Regions from separate parts of the Ovis aries genome. Here region 2 is linked to region 1. Evidence: chromatin contacts called from public Hi-C data. All regions are on one chromosome and are shown on one strand. Each heading gives the region's core, a stretch centred on a gene start, on an enhancer-like site or on the middle of the called end of the contact. The rest is flanking DNA. Distances are from core to core; before and after follow the strand shown.

Evidence for each region. A called contact is a pair of places that touch in the nucleus more often than the background predicts.
Region 2: a contact with region 1 is called in a Hi-C map of skin fibroblasts, with 2.7 times the contacts expected there. The contact joins two enhancer-like sites. A contact is called at or near these places in 2 of 16 Hi-C or Micro-C datasets (skin fibroblasts and tail adipose tissue).

Annotation. Positions count from the first base shown.
Region 1 is chr1:68,892,589-68,899,268 of ARS-UI_Ramb_v3.0, reverse strand. No RefSeq gene overlaps it. Among named protein-coding and RNA genes, the nearest start is that of CDC7, 100 kb to the right of the region's middle. Within about 2 kb of position 2,703, at least 9 of the 54 cell types and tissues checked have an H3K27ac peak or open chromatin away from gene starts, as enhancers often do.
Region 2 is chr1:68,973,302-68,979,801 of ARS-UI_Ramb_v3.0, reverse strand. All of the region lies in intron 15 of TGFBR3 (transforming growth factor beta receptor 3), which reads left to right. Among named protein-coding and RNA genes, the nearest start is that of TGFBR3, 180 kb to the left of the region's middle. Within about 2 kb of position 3,266, at least 4 of the 54 cell types and tissues checked have an H3K27ac peak or open chromatin away from gene starts, as enhancers often do.

The DNA of each region.
Region 1 (6,680 bases), core at 1,454-3,953:
GAACAACAACAAAAAGCTACCCCCAGAGGGATGGCACATTGTAAGCAGTGGGTGCCCACCTTCGAAGGTTGGTCCTGAGGGCACAGAGCAGCAGGTGGCTCCACACTGTGTGAAAGGATTAGAGCTCATGCTGTAGCTCTGTCTGAGGTGGGCCCCTGGCTTATCTGCACCAGACTGATGGCTCATGGTATTTGAGCATCCCTACCTACCTTAACTTCCCGTAAGGAAACCAGAGTCCCTGGAGCCAAGACCTTAGGAATCCAGATCCTTCCTTTGTTTCCTTTTTGCTGTTTCTGCTGTGTCTACGAGCCCCTCTAGGCAGCCCTCAGGGAATGGTGGCCCCACATATGTGGTCACTAACAACAGCGCACTGAGGAGAAGTGAGGGGACTCTGGACCAAGTCCATCTGCTTTGTCTCTCAAGATCCAAAAACAGACAATCCAACAATCTGGCAATAACACGGTGCTTTGAAGAGACTGTGAGTCCCGAGCAGGGAGGTGCCTGGGGATGTGCCATGACCACGAGGTAGGGGACCACTCCCACTTACTTGCAGATTCCACGGGAGTCAGAGCACAGTGACCTCTGAGGCTCTGGAATCCCACAACACATGCAGCCACTTCCCACCATATGCCTTCACCAAACATGACAGGCATGCAAAACTGCCTTCCCTACTCCATTTAAATTCACAGCCTGAGAGGGGGTTGCTATGGGGTCAGGATTTTAGAGTCTTGCCTTTTTATCTTTTTTTCAGGAGGATTTTGTTTGCTGGCAAAGATCTTAAGGCCAGAGAGTTCAAAGCCAGGATCCACGTTTGCAGGTAACAATGGAAATGATGAGGCCTAAAAATGACAAAAGTTAGAAGTGGAGCAAGTAATGTCATTACATATATTAGGGAAAAGCAAACGTTAGATATGACTTTGTAATGCATGGAATAATCTGCTAATTTTGGATGCCAACACCACCCATCCTTATACTGCCTTGCTAGGAAGTAATAGTTGCAAACGTTTTTGAGGACTTCTATGTCTCAGGGTCTGTTCTAAGTACTTTTCAAGCATTAGATCACTTATTCCCCACAATGGCCTAATGAAAGAATTATTATCATTATTTTTGTCTTATCAATGAGAAAACTGAAGTTCAGAGAGATTAAGTAACTTGCCCAGTGTCACGGAGCTAGTAAACAGCAGATTTGAACCCAGGCAGTTGTTACCACAGTGCACTGTCTCATCTACCAGCCACATTGCATCTCTAAAAAAGAGGCCTTCAAGGCCTTGGCCAAGTACTCCAAAACCCTGCTTTCTGTTTCTCTTGCCCCACCACTCAAGCAAGAGTATCAGGGTCTGCATATAAAATATACCTATGAGTGAGCCAATAAATTAATGAAAGACTTACCAGCAGAGGCAAGCTTTTTCTAAGAACCCCTTTGATGTTATATCTAAAATATTTGCCCTTCTTATTGCAATAGCCCAAGGCTAGTGACTCATTCAAGACTACAGTTCTCTCCTTTCCTCTCATGGACATACTCCCTACACTTCCCATCTTAATTTTCTGAGCTCCTGCACAAAAATTGGATTTCAACTTAATTTTTATATGATTTTGCTGATCACATAGATGACACCAACCACAGTTACACTGGGAAAGGCTACTCACCAGCTCCCAAGTCAGCAGGGAGTACTCAAGTTGTGGGTTACATGTGACAGTTTTTCAGTGAAAATGTTTTAGGTCTTTATTGTCTTATATACAATGTGTGGGAGTTGTGGCTCTTCTTCCCATTGCTGAGGTAGGGAAACTGAGGAACACTGGTGTGGTTGCTATGGGTTGAGCCTGGGGATCTCCTGGGGGTTCAGGATGCTGACTGCAGGCCATTGTGTCCCTGCTGTGGGTGTCCTCAGGACTTCCTGGACATCTTATTGCTGTTGTTCAGTCGCTAAGTCATGTCTGGCTCTTTGTGACCCCATGAACTGCAGCCTGCCAGGCTCCTTTACTATCTCCTGGAGTTTGCTCAAATTCATGTCTTTTGAGTCAGTGATGCCATCTAACCATCTCATCCTCTGCTGCCCCCTTCTCCTTTTGCCTTCAATCTATCCCAGCATCAGGGTCTTTTCCAATGAGTCAGTTCTTGGCATCAGATGGCCGAAGCATTAGAGTTTTAGCTTCAGAATCAGTCCTTTCAATGAACATTCAGGGTTTATTTCCTTTAGGATTGACTGGTTTGATCTTCTCTCTGTCCAAGGGACTCTCAAGAGTCTTCTCAAGCACCACAATTTGAAAGCATCAATTCTTTGATGCACAGACTTCTTTATGGTCCAACTCTCACATCTGTACCTTCCCCCTAAGTCCTGCAGGCCATCACTTGCTCTGGCAGAGGGATACTGCTAAGTTCTGCTTTTGCAGAGGAAGGGAGGCGATGATTTCCTTGTTCATGAACTCCTTCATTCATCCTGATCTTTTGGCTGTTTGGTGGGGCCAGAAAGTGAGGCCAGTCCAAGGTGGTGCTGGAGTTTCTTGAGCCTGTGGGATTCCCTTATGGGCTCAGAAACAGAGCAATCCACTAGGTCAAAAGCTTGTCTACCAAGCGCCTACAACTGGGGCCTAGCCAAGATGACATGGGCCTCTGCCAGGTTCCTCGGATGCTTAGGGTGGGTCCAAGGAATGCTGAAAAGGAGCCAGCAAGTTCCCAGTCAGGTCCACACCCATAATTCCCGGAGTCGAGTGACTCAGGGTGTCAGAAGACACCTCAGGGCTAACTCACCCCTGCCCTGTTCCACGCCCCCACCAAAGAAAGGGTGTTTCACGTGAAGGGCTCTGTCACTTGTGAGCTGGAAACAAGCTTTCACTTTCATCCTGGGTCTTGCAGTAGGAACTGGCATTCTGCTACCCTGTTTCCAACCAGAATATAGCGAGTTACCACATTTGTGAAGACTCCTTTGCGGAGGGGTCATGGTATCCTTGACCATCCTCTCCTCTCAGCCAACTTTTGACTTATTAACTAAAGAAGAGAGAAGGGTGGTATATGGGATCTGGGGTAAAAGGGACATCTACACAGCCCAGAGGCGTGTCAGGGGGAGATGGTGGACACGGTTTTTGGTCACATACTGTAGGTGTGTGCGCTTGGCTGATCCTCAGTCCAGGGGCCTTTCCTGATCTCCGTCCCTTGTTCTCTGATACTGGTGAGCTCTGGAACTTTAACCACGTGTGACACAGCCCCTGAATGAGAAACTGCCTTCCTTAAGGGGTGATTTAGCACCAGGGTATCTTCTGAAGCCCTGAGTCAAAATTCTACTCCAAGCCTCAGCCATGGGGATCTTAGAAGATGTGCTTTTAGATTCAGCTGAGATCAGGCTGAGTGTAAATGAGAACAAGAGTATGGACCATCTGTTCAGAGCACATGCTGATGTTCACAGACATTCCCTGTAGGAACTTCTTAAGCGGAGGAACAAAGGCTGAGTGCCAGCTGGACCCCAGCAGTTCCATGCTCTCCAAAATTATCATTATTTATATGCAGGCATGCTAAGTCACTTCAGTCATGTCCAACTCTTTGTGACCACATGGACTGTAGCCTACCGGGCTCCTCTGTCCATGGGATTCTCCAGGCAAGAATACTGGAGTGGGTTGCCATGCCCTCCTCCAGGGGATCTTCCCAACCCAGGGATAGAACCCACATCTCCTGAGTCTCCTGCATTGCAGGAGGATTCTTTATCGCTGAGCCACCAGGGAAGCCCTCATTTTATATATTTATATATAAAATTATAGATGGTTACCCATAAATTCTGCAGGTTCTGAAGTGGGTACTGCACGGCACAAATTTGGGAAACAAGCACACAACTTTTAAGTAGCTTCTCATCTTTCATATATATGTGCCTATCTTTGACTCCCAGTATAAGTTTACTGCTATATTTTTATTATGTTATTTGATCATGAGTTAATGGAAATATCAATCTCTAGGGAAAATGATAGAGACAGAGTAAAGGGACAGAGTAGGTAATTAAATAGTTAATCCTACTAGGGGATTATAAAAAGAAAAATATGGAAGACTCCTGTAAGTTAATGATTACTCAAGAAAGCAGGTTTCAGTTCAGTTCAGTTCAGGTGCTCAGTCATGTCCAACTCTTTGCGACCCCATGAATCGCAGCATGCCAGGCCTCCTCCGTTCATCACCAACTCCCAGAGTTCATCCAAACTTGTGTCCATCAAGTCAATGATGCCATCCAGCCATCTTATCCTCTGCCGTCCCCTTCTCCTCCTGCCCCCAATCCCTCCCAGCATCAGGGTCTTTTACAATGAGTCAACTCTTCACATGAGGTGGCCAAAGTACTGGAGTTTCAGCCTCAGCATCAGTCCTTCCAATGAACACCCAGGACTGATCTCCTTCAGAATGGACTGATTGGATCTCCTTGCAGTCCAAGGGACTCTCGAGAGTCTTCTCCAACACCGCAGGTCAAAAGCATCAATTCTTCAGTGCTCAGCTTTCTTCACAGTCCAACTCTCACATCCATACATGACCACTGGAAAAACCATAGCCTTGACTAGACAGACCTTTGTTGGCAAAGTAATAATATCTCTGCTTTTCAATATGCTATCTAGGTTGGTCATAACTTTCCTTCCAAGGAGTAAGTGTCTTTTAATTTCATGGCTGCAATCACCATCTGCAGTGATTTTGGAGCCCAAAAAAATAAAGTCTGACACTGTTTCCACTGTTTCCCCATCTATTTCCCATTTGTTTAACCACAAAACCAAGCAGGCCTGCTTAGCAACAAAGCCATCCTAGAGAAGCATGGGACATGCCCCCAAACAATAAAACAATGGTGGCATGAGACCCAACATCCTGCCCAGTAAGCTCAGGAAGTTAGGATATGCTCTCTGCACACATAAAAAACAATAATTTGTGGACCTAGCTTGATCTTGTAGGGACAAGAAAATTTCCTTGCCCAACCTGGAGGAGGAACTGATGATGGAAACATGACATCTACTCAAGAAAGGCAAAGAAGATCTCCCCCCCTTCCCCACTTGTCCTTTGATTATAAAACTGGAGCCCACTAAGTTCTTGGAGCATGGCATCCTCTCGCCTGCCCACTTGTAAACCTCAAAAACATCCTTTTCTAATAGATCAGTTTTTTTATCTATCACTTTGCCTCTCACTGAATTCTTTTTGCGCTGAGACATAAAGGAGGATTGGGAGCTCTTCAGAGCCCCACAAAATGCCACCCCATGGTTCCAAAATGATCAGGTAAACTATGGTACACCCATACAATGAGACAGTCTGTAGCCACTAAGGGATTGCTCTCGTGGTTCAGATGGTAAAGAGTCTGCCTGCAATGGAGGAGACCCAGGCTCAATCCCTGAATCAGGAAGATCCCCTAGATCAGGGAATGGCAACTCCCTCCAGTATTCTTGCCTGGAGAATTCCATGGACAGAGGAGCCTGGCAGGCTAATCAGACTGATAACATAGAGAGGTACTTATGGTAGTTTGCTAAGTAAGATAAGCAGACTAAAATTCTATATGAAGTAAATTTTCAACCCCTCTCTTATAAACCCAATAAAAAGCAATGCTTTATATAAATATATGTATATATTGAAAAATATTAAACTCTTATATACCAGGATTTATGTTATCTTTCTTACTTGTTTTTTTTCTACACTGGTTCTATAATGATTTGATAATTTTTAAAATGTCCAGCCTGATGAACTCATGTTTGAGCTTTCCGGAGAGATGGGCTGCAGACTAAAGCAAGAAAGACTTCCATCACCAAGGGCTCTGAGCTGCACAGAGCCGTAAGCAGTCCCGACTGTGTATGGTTATATGCATTTGTGTCTGGTATACTAAATGCTCAATCATGCTATTTTAATGACAACATCTGAGACAGAGTTAGGAGTGGGGACATTTCATTTTCAGACATGACTTATTGCTGAGGCTCTGGGGCAAATGGAAGCCCTGTGCCCTCTGTGCAGACATCAGCGTTCTTACAGGAGAGCCATGCTAAGAACCCAGGAGGGCAGCCGGTTGGGGACGGTCCCCTTCCCAGAAGGGCAAGAGGAAGATGTAGAAAAAAAAAGAAAGAGGGGCTAAACCATAGCTCCTTTTCTTTTCAGTCCTTCTTACTCATCAGAAAGCTGAAGGTAGAGAGTGTCGGTAGAACATGTGCGTGGTAAGATGTGAAATCAAAACAACTGCATTAGTCTTGTTCAGTATCTTCATTATTCTGATAAGAATGAAATACATAGGGACCTATGAACTATGAACTAAAACTATAATTTCAGCGATTCTACATATGAATTAAGTGCTCTTATATTTGCACTTAAAACAGGTATCATACAATATAGGGAGGAATGGTAAAGTTTGTGATAATAACTTAAAATGTTAATTTTTCTGTACTAAGAACAACATTATATAAAATATATTTTTAAAAAAACACCAATGCAAACAGAGACAATGGATGAAATAAAATTTTTTATATTTAATATCTTTAGAGGTACTTCTTTTCCTGCTTTTTTAACAAGGGACTCCATATTTTTATTTTTCACTGGGCCCCACAATTTATGTAACTGGCCCTGGCAAGAAGTTTATATGTTAAAGGTTTAAATTTCTTTTCTTTGTCATCATCACTGAACCCCAGGGGAGCCTAAAGACTCCCCACCTCCTCCTCATGAGACAGAGATGCCTGGACCGTGGATGAAGGAAAGA
Region 2 (6,500 bases), core at 2,017-4,516, 80 kb before region 1:
TTTCACAGCACATCTTTGCCACCTTTGATCTCTCAGTCCCTTGGGAACCAACTCTGGGATTAGAATTGTTTTGCTTAAATTTTCAATAATGATGATGCTAGCGGTCATGATGAAGATGGAGATGATAATAATGTTGATCTGACATTTATTGAGCATTTACTTTATGCAAGGCTTCATGCTAAATGTTTTTTGTGGGTAATAGTATTTAATCCATGTGGCCCCTCTGTGAGGCAAATCTGTTATAGAGTAAGGGTAAGTAACTTGGCCAAGATCACATCACATAAATAAATGGTGGGTCTGGGGTTCAAATCAAGGAACTTTGAGCCTGTGCTCTTAAATCTTTATGCCTTATCCTAGGTGGAGGTTGATTCTCAGTTCAGATCAGTTGAGTCGCTCAGTCGTGTCTGACTCTTTGCAAGCCCATGGACTGCAGCACACCAGGCCTCCCTGTCCATCACTAATTCCTGGAGCTTATTCAACCTCATGTCCATTGAGCTGGTGATGCCATCCAGCCATCTCATCCTCTGCCATCCCCTTCTCCTCCCGCCTTTAATCATTCCCAGCATCAGGGTCTTTTCCAATGAGTCAGTTCTTCGCAGCAGATGACCAAATTGATTCACAAATATTGAAGTTTCAGCTTCAGCATCAGTCCTTCTAATGAATATTCAGGACTGATTTCCTTTAGGTTGACTCTAGTTTTTAATAAAATCTGCAAGCAACACAGTCATCTGTCCTTTCATATGCCTCTTCCTGGCCTCTTCCCCAGTTCATGCCATATCACATTGGTATATGCAGGTTAGCACCCAAATGCTCTAATAATTATGAAATGAAAAGAAGGTGAAGAGTTTTAGGGACAAAAGTCTGTTCCACCAAAGGGTTAAGGTATTAGGAAACACGTAAACTATTTAAGAGTCTTAAAGTTTAGGATAAGTTCTGTGACTTTGAATTGTAACTCAAAGAAAAGCCCAGGAAACGTGAATAGTTTATGCATATTATGATTTATGGCAAAACAATTAAAATAGTTGAGGTGGTGCCATCCTACCATATTTTCTGAAATATCTTGAAATATAGGCATGTTAGTGCTGTTTGCTTTGGATGCTGTGACTGCTTTTTACAGCATTTGAGAACACTTGGGCTTACATAATAAAAATGATTACACCACATCAGCGATGATTCTTGTTTTTAATGGTGAAAGGGAAAAGTAATCATTTCTCTGAAGTTTAGGGCATATATATATATATATATGGGGAGAAAATGGGCACAAAAGAACATCCCCAAATTTGCCATGCTTTATGTACAATCTATAATTCTTAGCAAGTTAAATGTTTAAAATACTGAATTTTCTCCATATTTCCACCACATAACTTTTTAAAGTATGCTCAGGACAGCACCTGACATATCATGGGTACTCAGTAAATGTTAATTTCCTTTCCTTCCTCTTAACATCTTAGCCAAACTAGGCTTTCTGAGGGGATTAGAGGGGAGTGAAAGGGCAAGTTGTGAATGTCGGTTGGAAATTAATCCAAGAGAGGCGTTGCTTTTTGGAACACATTTGATTTTTCCAGAACAAAAATACTTTAAAGCACCAGCCAGGTTTTGTCCTCAGGCAGAGGTAAAGATGAGGGGAAGCCGAGGAGAAAGATGGTAGAAGTGCTTAGTTAGCGGATCAAGACATTCAGTCTCTATTCAGTAAGGGAGAGGTATCATAGGTTCTTTTTTTTTTTATTTATTCAGTATGCTTCACATTTTGAAAACCTTATAGTTTCAAAAGTTTCAAATCTAAACAAAAACAAGAAATAGTAGCATGAACTTCTATAAACTATTCATCTGGTTTCCACAATTACCAATTCATAGCCAATTTTGTTTTATTACTTCCTGTCTATGGATTGTTTAGAAGGAAACCCAGACATTTCATTTGATTCACAAATATTTCAGTATGCACCTCTAAAGTCTGAGATCCATCAAAAGATCTTGAGTAGAGAACCGACCATCAGATCATTTAGGAAGAGTACTCTGAAAGCAGCATGGAGGTTAAGTTGCTAGGGCTTGTATGCAATAATAAAATATATATGATTTTTTATGAAAGTTGCTCAGTCGTGTTTGACTCTTTGCAGTCTCATGGACTATACAGTCCATGGAATTCTCCAGGCCATAATACTGAAGTGGTAGCCTTTCCCTTCTCCAGGGGATCTTCCCAACCCAGGGATCAAACCTAGGTCTCCCGCATTGCAGGTGGATTCTTTACCAGCTGAGCCACATATTTATGGTTATTTATTCCAAAAACGTTTATTGAGGATCTACCATATGCTTGGCATATAATATACACACTTTCCTATGTTTGATGCCTTTACAATCTAATGCATGGAGAAAGGAATGGCTACCCATTCCAGTATTCTTGCCTGGAGAATTTCATGGACAGAGAAGCCTGGCAGGTGAGGGGTCAAAAAGAGCCACACCCGACTGAGTGACTAACACTTTCCCTACTTTAATTATAGCTTAAAATAAATATGAAGATACAATCTAATGCACTACTGATGTTTTGGGCTGGATAACTCTTTGCTGTGGGGTGTTGACCTGTGAATTGTGGAATGTTACGCAGCACCCCTGGCCTCTGCATACTGGATATCCTTAACAAACCCTTCTACCACCAGTCGTGACAATCCAAAATGTGTCTGGATGTTTCCAAATGTCCCCTGGAGAGCCTAGTGGGCAGAAATCACTCCCGGGTGAGAACCACTGATCTAGTAGAAGGATACAGATAAGTGAGAAGGCAATTACAGTGAATGTCATAAATATTGAAAGAAGCCAGAGAAGGGATTAATTTACAGTGTGGTTAAGTTAGTAAAAACTGTATCTTCGGTGGCCTGCACAAGCTTCTTTATCTCCCCATCCTTCTCTCTGTGCCAAATACTAATAGATGTGGGTACCAGTTAGACACCTCATTTCCCTATGGGCCTGCCCAGTCCTGCCATGTTTAGGAGAACTGAATTGAAAGTGGGAGGACAGAAGTTGTGGTCAGTTACTCATGCATAACCCGAGAAATATCTTTTTTATGAAAACCATGAGTAAACAATCTGAGGAGGGAAGTTTTGGTTCTAGAGGCAGACCAAAGTTTGCTCAGAGTACATGAAAAGATTTAAGTCAGAATGTTGATTATAGTTTGTTCTTTCTGTACAGAAATCTTTATTGTTAAAATTTCTCTTTACAGCAATGGCTAGGATTCCTTTCTTGCAATCGTACCCTTAAACCAAAAGTAAATATTGTTTTGTCTTTTCCTTTCAGCATGCCAACTCAATTATAGGGTTCCAGTGGAGATCAAACTATTTTAGTTATAGTCAGGGTTTATTGGGAATTTTGGAACACAAAAGTAAGAGGATAAAATCCTTGAACCTTGGTTCTGTAGCCTGTGCTTGTTATTGTTTATGCACAGAAAGCATGGAGGAACTTCACCTCTGGGGAAATGAGCAACAACTGTTTGTGCTTAGCTGTGTGAGAAGGCCCATATTTGGGGTAGGGTAAGAGGATTAGGTAATAATGTAAATCCATTAAGAATTTTCAAACAGTGTCATCTATCACACAGGCTTTACTGTAAAACCTACATTCTCACATACGAGGTCTCCTTAAGGGAGAATCATTATTTGAAACCTTTTGGGGATTCTGAGTGACAAAGTTTAACTTAACCATGGGTGGTTGATTGGATGGAACTCTTCCCAGAAGTGTGTATATTTCTTCCATGATGAACCCTATAGAGACATTTAAATGCTTTTGGACTTAGTTCAGCGTATCAAACCACTACTTTTTACAAATAGAATTTTGTGGTTAGATGCCCCTACTTCATAGGACTCTTGGGAATTTAAAATGAGAAAATATAAGTGAAGGCTTTTTTGTCGACTGTAAAACACTATACAGTGTACAAATGTGGAGGCATCATTGTTGTTGCTTCACTGCTGCCAATAAGGCTGGTGGGGCCAACCTCCCAGGAGACAGGCTCTTATGTGCCTTGTGTAGTTGGTATGTGTTCTGCACACTGAAATACATTTTCTTAAAAATACACAATTATTTTCGTTTTCTTAGTAATTTTATTTTAAGTATAACTTTCTCATATATCCTAATCCCAGGGACATTATGCTGCACAACTCCAGGGGGTGCCCTTCAGTTGTAGTGACTTTGTTTCATCCCGTAGCATCCCTCCCCCTAGAGCTAGACTGTGATACTCCATGCTTCATGGATGTAATCAACCAGCTGAGATGGTTAATCCTGAGAATTTAACAATCCTGTCTAGCTGTTCTATTTTTATAAACATCAACTCAAATGCTGCTTGTTTTGGTCAATTTTTCACAATTGTTTTTTTGCTTTACTTTGGCTTCCAGAACAAGGTGTGTGTTCCTTTTTTATTGAATAAAAATGGAGATGAGGAGAGGCACTAAACATGTTTACTTTTAAACTCTCGAGAACAGGGGTAGAGTCTGTGTGCCAGGACTTAACACACTTTTTCTATAAAGAGCCAGATGGTGACTATGTCCAGTTTGTGGCTTATGGAGTCCCTGCCTCAACTACTTAACTGCTGTTGCAGCCTAAGAGTGGCCGTGGACAGTATATAAATGAATGAGCCTCGTTATGTTCAAATACTTCTTTACGAATAGATTTGTACTGTGTACAATTTTCACATGTCATGAAATATTTTTTTTTCAATGATTTACAAATATAAAATTCATCTTTAGTTCACTTGTACAAAAATAAGTGGTGGACTGTGATATGCTGCCCTGTGGCCAATGATACTCTCACTGTTGAGAAGAGCACACAGCTGTGCACAAGCAGCTGCTTAATCAGTGCTTCTCTAGCTCAGGGCGCAGCCACACTCACCAGTCATTTAGCCTGCTAGGCAGAATGTGGAATCCTGGGTCAGCCCCTACCCTGATGCTTTCCAGCTGTGACCTTGGGCTGGTCACATGATAAAGAATTTCAGGCTGCTTTTTTGTAAGATAGTGATAAGAATTCTGTTTCTGCCTCCTTTATGGGGCTGGTTGAAACCTCAAATGAGATCAGGCTCTATAGCACTCTCTGAACATGAAGGCATTATAGAAATGTCAAAGCGTATAAGCATTTTCAAACAGTCTTATTCCAAAATTCCTCTGTTGCCTCTGTTTACAAAATTGTGTACATGCTAAGTCGCTTCAGTCGTGTCCAACTCTTTGCGACTCCATGGACTGCAGCCTGCCAGGCTCCTCTGTCCATGGAATTCTCCAGGCAAGAATACTGGAGTGGGTTGCCATTCCCTCCTCCAGAGGATCTTCCCTACCTAGGGATCAAAAACAAGTCTTCTGCACTGCAGGCGGATTCTTTACCATCTGAACCATCAGGGAAGCCTGATGAATCAAAAAGTACAGCAACATTCTAACTGACCTTCACTAAGCTTTCTGGTAAAGGCTCTTCTATTCCTGGCCGAGCCCTGAGGGTCTGCAGATGAATAAGATCCAGGCTCTGCCCTGGAGGTGGAAAAGATTAAGAGAATTCAGATGTGATGTGGCACCTTTATGACAAAAGAGGAAGAGGATGAGCAAAAGTGGGAGAGATTTGCCCCACTGGGGTGGGTATGGGGCTGTGAAATAGTCAGAGAACGCCTCCCCTGAAAATGCCAGCAGAGCAGGTCGTGTGGGGAGGGTCCTTGAGGGAATGGCTTGCAACTTGTGATGACATGGAACCGCCTGGAGAAGTGGGGGAGCTTAACTTCGAGGAGCCCAGCATGGCTGAGGAACCATTAGTAAAGGAGGCTGGAGAGAGGTGGGGAGAGGAAGGCAGATCACTCCATGCCATGCTCGAGAGTTTGGACTTTTTTCCCGTAAAGGAAGGGAAACCATTGAATGGTTTAATCAGGGCAATAATATAATCAGCCCTGAACTCTGCAAAAGTCATTCTGGGGGCACATATTGGGGAGGAAACATTTGGGTTGGGTGCAGTAGTGGAGACCAGGAGACCAGTTAGAGAAGCTTTGTAATAATGCACATGCATGAAGAGGAGCTGGACTATAGGACGACACTGTCAGGAGGAGGAATAAAGATGCTTTTACAGTCTGTGTATGTGTTAGAAGACTTTTTGAAAGTGGAATAATATTAAATACACTGGAGAAACATGATACTTAGAGATACTGCATCCTTTTGTAAATAAAGAAAGTGAAAGTGAAGTCGCTCAGTCGTGTCTGACTCTTTGTGACCCCATGGACTGTAGCTTACCAAGCTCCTCTGTCCATGGGATTTTCCAGGCAATAGTACTGGAGTGGATTGCCATTTCCTTCTCCAGAGGATCTTCCCAACCCAGGGATGGAACCCAGGTCTCCCGCATTGTAGACAGATGTTTTACCGTAAAGAGAAAGGTATATACACGTGTGCGTGCGCACGCACACACACACACACACACACACACACATGCATGAATTATCAGACTCAAATTTCTTAAGTTTAGGTGTTTGCTTTCAGGTTTTTTTCAGGTTAGAGAAAGTATAC